2 separate regions of the Rattus norvegicus genome follow, and region 1 is linked to region 2. Evidence: chromatin contacts called from public Hi-C data. All regions are on one chromosome and are shown on one strand. The core of a region is the stretch at or near the end of the contact, and the rest is flanking DNA. Distances in the headings are between cores, read along the strand shown. Region 1 has its middle 13 kb from the start of Pdha1. Region 2 has its middle 130 kb from the start of Phka2.

The links. Hi-C and Micro-C count contacts between places; a contact is called where the count stands out from the background.
Region 1: a Hi-C map of the A7r5 cell line shows a contact between it and region 2, with 5 times the contacts expected there. The contact joins two enhancer-like sites. A contact is called at or near these places in 2 of 12 Hi-C or Micro-C datasets (the A7r5 cell line and hepatocytes).

The regions. Positions count from the first base shown.
Region 1 is chrX:38,495,208-38,497,907 of GRCr8, reverse strand. No RefSeq gene overlaps it. Among named protein-coding and RNA genes, the nearest start is that of Pdha1, 13 kb to the left of the region's middle. Within about 2 kb of position 1,392, at least 1 of the 93 cell types and tissues checked has an H3K27ac peak or open chromatin away from gene starts, as enhancers often do. A contact at or near this core is called in the A7r5 cell line, where this site is marked.
Region 2 is chrX:37,973,998-37,976,940 of GRCr8, reverse strand. No RefSeq gene overlaps it. Among named protein-coding and RNA genes, the nearest start is that of Phka2, 130 kb to the left of the region's middle. Within about 2 kb of position 1,665, at least 11 of the 93 cell types and tissues checked have an H3K27ac peak or open chromatin away from gene starts, as enhancers often do. A contact at or near this core is called in the A7r5 cell line, where this site is marked.

The DNA of each region.
Region 1 (2,700 bases), core at 143-2,642, 520 kb before region 2:
CACAAAACCTTTGACCCAAAACGTGTCCTGCTACAAGATGTGCGGGGACAAGGATGGAGCAGAGACTGAGGGAATGGCAGCCAATGACAGCCCCAACCTGAGACCCATCTCATGGCAAACACCACCCCCCGACACTTTTAATAATATTCTGTTATGCTTGCAGACAGGAGTCTAGCATAACTGTCCTCTGAGATGCTCTACCCAGCAGTTGACCAAAACAGGTACAGAGACCCACAGCAAAACATTAAACAGAGCTTGGGGAGTCTTGTGGAAGAGTTGGGGGAAGGATTGAGGAACCTGAAGGGGACAGGGACTCAACCGGAAGACCAACAGAGTCAACTAACCTGGACCCTTGGGGCTCTCAGAGACTGAACTGTCAACCAAAGAGCATACACAGGCTGGGCTTACCCTCCCCAACCCCTTGCCCACTTGTAGCAGATGCGCAGCTTTGTCTTCATGAAAAGGTCTCCCAACAACTAGAGCCTGGGCTTACCTTGACTCTGTTGCATTTCTGAGGGCCTGTTTTCCTAACTGGACTGCCTCATCTGGCCTCGGTAGTGCAGCATGTGCCTAGTCCTGCAGTGACTTGATGTGCCAGGGTGGGGTGATACCCAAGGGGACCTTCCCTTCCCAGAGGACAAAGGGAGAGTCTGCAAGAGGGGGGACTGGGAAGAGGAGAGGGGGGCTGTGATCAGGATGTAAAGTAAATAAATACATAGATTAATGGGAAAAATTAGTTACTAAATGCATTTTCGTGTGTGTGTGTGTGTGTGTGTGTGTGTGTGTGTGTGTGTGTGTTCGGAGGTATGCCTGATGTTCACTCAGAGGCCAGAAGAGTATGTTGGATGTCTTGTTTTATTGTTTTCCATTTTATGTCCCCCAGACAGTGAACCTGGGACCGAGTTGGTAGCCAGCAAGTCCCAATGGTCCTCCTGTCTCTGCCTTCCATCCATCCCCACCCCCATAGCTGGGGATACAGGCATGTACATAGTCACAGCTAGATTTTTTACTTGGGTGCTGAGGATTTGAACTGATGCTTACACTATCACATAGTCAACTTACAGTGTGTATCCTAATAGAAGGAGGAAACATCTGTTCTGTAGTGACATAATAATCCCATACAGATCTTTTCTTTTCTTTTTTTTTTCTTTTCTTTTTTTTTTCTTTTTTTCGGAGCTGGGGACCGAACCCAGGACCTTGCACTCGCTAGGCAAGCGCTCTACCGCTGAGCTAAATCCCCAACCCCAATCCCATACAGATCAATTCCACTGTAGGAGCACTCTAAACTGAATCTCGGGGAAAGCGACACGGATTTGTGAGCAGCTGGCTAGCTAGGTGGAACTCTACCCAGGATAATAGGGGAAAATCGTTGGTGTGCAATTGCAGATAGACTCCACTAGGGGGTATTGTAACTAAGACTGGAACAGGAATGTACAATTACATGAAATTTGTGTTGGGCCTGTTTCATCCTCAAAGGACCTACTGTGCTATGACCGATTTCTCAGGATGTGTTTCAATGAGTGAGAGATGACTGGTTTTTTGGTTTTGGTTTTGGTTTTGTTTTTTGTTTTTTTTTTTTTTCGGAGCTGGGGACCGAACCCAGGGCCTTGCGCTTGCTAGGCAAGCGCTCTACCACTGAGCTAAATCCGCAACCCCTAGATGACTGTTTTATAAGGCTGCAGTGTAGCATAGGAATATGGGGAAACCCAGAACTACGAAAGCATTAACAAGCCATCAAATGGACTTCCAACGGAAGAAATAAGGAAGGTGGCGAGGGACCTATACGATCCCTCTTCCACCAGGTGGCAGCCCAACATAAACCATAGCTAAAATTAGTCATTAACACCCCCCCCCCCCCCATGAAAACACTTACCAATGTGTATGGAACGTTCTTAAAATATGTAAAGACAACATTAACAATCTCCATTCACGTGTTAGTGATAGATACATGGTTCCTTTGCTTAATAAAATGGAAACTAAAATTTCATGCTCAGTGTTTGACTATTTCTTTCTTGATTATAGTGCTCTTTCCTTGCATGTTAGTGACTCGCTTCTACAGTCTGGCCACCACTAGCAAATCCTCTTGGGAAAAAAAAATGTTTTTTCTGTCTTTCTAGCCTCTACTACAGAAGCTCATGTATAGCATGCCATCAGTAAATATTTATTAAAGAGATGACTGAAGATAAAACTAGTATGAGAATGAGGTATGAACTAGAAAAATGCAAATGAAAAACAGGTGATTTCTAAACTCTTTTCCCAAGGCTTCTTTTGAAAACATACATTTATTTATTGTGCCTATTGCATGTGCGTGCATGCATATGGGTGTATGCATGCCATGCATACCTGTGGGATTTGGGTCTGTCTTTCCACGTTGTGGGTCCAGGGAAAGACAAACCGCTTTCCGTGCTGAGCCATCTCCCTGGACCTCCCTCAAGGCTTCCTTAGCCTCCAGTTGGACCGGTAGAATGAAGAGGAAAGCATGACTGAGATTCAAATGGCAATGTTACTAATCTAATGCCTTGGAAATGAGATGAAAGAAAGGTTGATAAAAGACAAGAAGGAGCTGGAGGGATGGTTCCACAATTAAGGACACCAACTCCCCTTCCAGGAGTGTTCAATTCCCAGCAACCACATGGCTGATCACAGCTGTCAGTAACTCCAGTTTTAGGGGATCACACACCCTCTTCTGGCCTCCAAAGG
Region 2 (2,943 bases), core at 416-2,915:
TTTATAGCTCAGGGCTAGAGGGTATCCAAATTGAGGGTTTAGCTGGTGAACAGGGTTACAGGAGCAGAACATAAGCGTAACAAGTTAGTCAAAACAGCTTCCTGAAACAAGGACATGTTTGCAAGACGGTCATAACAACTTTTTTGAAACAAAGACATAGTTGCTGTTTCCCAGAACAGGCAGTACAGAACCATTTGTAGTTAAAGTTGCAGGTTGAGCAGAGCCCAATCCGTAAGGAACAGAGGTTTACTCATAAACAGGAATGAACCTACTTTGTCTTATAAGATGCTTTTCCAGCCTAATATGGAAGCAGGATCGTTCATCAAGCTAGCCTGACATAGCCAGCAGTGAGCAACAAAAAGGTCCCTGACTCAAACAAGGTGGGGAGAAGGGGCTAACATAGGGGTTGTCTTTTATCCTCCACAATATCCCCCATAGTACAGGTGCCTGCACTCTCACACAGAAACACGCTCGCGTGCGCGCGCGCGCGCGCGCGCGCACACACACACACACACACACACACACACACACACACACACACACACACCATATACACAGAGGGGGGAAAGAATGCAGGGAGGAACCTGGAGTTTGTTGAGAAGGAAGAAAGCCGAGGAAGCTGACCTTGCTTTTTGTCTGAGTTACTGGACACCCTCAGAACACATGGAGTGGGTTGCTACCAGGGCCACCTGCAACCGTGGGAGAATGAGGTCAGGAACATGCAACAGACAGAGCTGCTTTTCCTCAAGCCTCTGTCCCCACACCACAGCCTTGGGTCAGAAGAACTGCCCAATGCCAGCAGTGCTACAGGGCACTGGCCCCGGACCAAGGCCTACATGCAGCCAACTCCAGCTCCAGTGACTGGCTCTGTGATCACACCTCTGCTTCCCATGGTTCTTGCAAGAGACAAACATATTAATACTTGTAATAGTTCATGGATACCACTTGGTACATAGTAAATGCTAAACAAATGTTAAATTTTACAATATAGGTAGGAGTGAGGCTCCTGGAACATAACAAACATTCAAAGAATTCCTTTTAGAGATAGCCCCAAATGCCTTCTCTCCCCTCCACTCATGGCAGCCAGCTCCTGCTGCCTCTGAAACACTAATAGCTGCATAAGAGGGTGAAGAAACCAGAGTTCCACTCTCCATTTGTAAACTGATTCCTTTCCCACTCAGGAACCCCTGCCTTTCACTGCAATGACGAAGTGCCTGTAAAGTGGACAGGACAGGGTTTGGTTTTCATTTTCTGTCCACTGTTACCAGGCCCGTGTGTAGAACCACCCCCAAGCTCATCAGGCAGCCTCGGGGTTCCCTCCACCCTCGCTTGCAGGAGCTTTGACTCAACCCTGTTTCTTTCTCTCAATTGATCACTCCAAACACCCACACTGGGTGCTTGTGAATCTCAACTCTACATGGAGGGGAAGCCCCAGCAATTCAAGCACCCAGTGAGCACATGCTTTTCCAACCCCTTTGGGGTGCCATCTCTCACTGAGCCCCCTGTAGAAGCTGTCCACTATGCCAGGTGACCAATAGAACTGGCAGAAATCCATTTCCAGTGTCCTCTCTCCCTGGGAGACATTTCAACTGGCAACACTGGGGGTGAGGGCTGGGTGCCTCCAGGGCTCACCGAGGCAGTGGCAGATCTAGGCTATAATTAAACCAGACTGTGAACATATTGTTCATGGAAACCTTAGCAGAATATGAGTCATATTGGCAAAGTGAATCACACGGCCTCAGAGTTTCCATTTATATTTGCTGAATTGGGGGACTTTATACTTCAGTTCAGGATTACTGTCCCCTATTTGTTCTTTTAGCATCAAGGATGGACATTGCTAAGGGGCACTTGAACAGCCAGAAAGAACCTTGAGACTGGGGCAGATACTTATCCTAGACACTTAACATTTCTTTAGCCCTAGGGATTCCTCCCCTGGGGTGGATGGCACCTTAGGCTTCCCAGAGACAGGAAATAAAATAGAGGGAAACCTGACCATTTTGACTGTTGTAATATATATAAAACATTTAAACATAAAACTGGGGAAAGAGAAGGAGATTGAGGTTCTGGACTCAGATAACTCAAATGAAGTCTCATAAATAGCTTTCGGGCAATTCAGAGACCAAGTACCAGGCAGTATAGTGACCACATGCAGCCTCCAACTTCTGCTTAAGCTTTCTGGGTCTCTATTTTGTCCTCTGTGAATCAAGGGCAATGACAATAGCCCTTTCCTCACAGGATGGCTAGAAAATGTTAGCGAGTGATGGGAAGGCTGAGAATGGTGCGTAGAGGACAAGCTGAGGGTCTGCTGTTTTCATCACTGACATCAATGTCACCAGCCCTTCAGTGGCATTACTGAACACCAAGGGAGCTTTGCAGAAAACCATGGTCAGGAGACTGGGCAGAGATGACATTCCCAAGGGAGGGAAGCTGCACCCTATCTGGTCAGTTTTGCTATGAGCGAGGAAACGTTGATTCCACCACGTAATTAACAGCAACCCTGAGCGAGGCTCCTTCATGCATTCCCATGGTTCTCTGCCACTTTGGGCCATGCCAGGCTATGGACTAAGAGTCCCTATAGCCGTGACAAAGCCATTCTCATCACTCAACATATTGGAGGCACTTCAAGTTCTAACACTGTCACTTCATTTGGATCTCTCCAGAGGTGGGGGCCATTCCAATGACAGATTCCCTGGGAGCTATTTCATCTACTCACACCCAACATGCAAGTGGCCTCAGAGAAACAGACCTCTGCTCCAATAAGGAATGGCTTTATCGTCCTATATTTCCTATGCGTTGGACAGTCTTTATGGACCAAGCTTCAAGTGATGAATTAACTTGTTCTCTTGTAATTTATTAATTGGAGATGAGCATAATACCCAGATGAAGTTTCCATTTGGTGTAGGATAAATGGTGTTCCCAAGCTGAAGGAGCTGGGATTCTTGC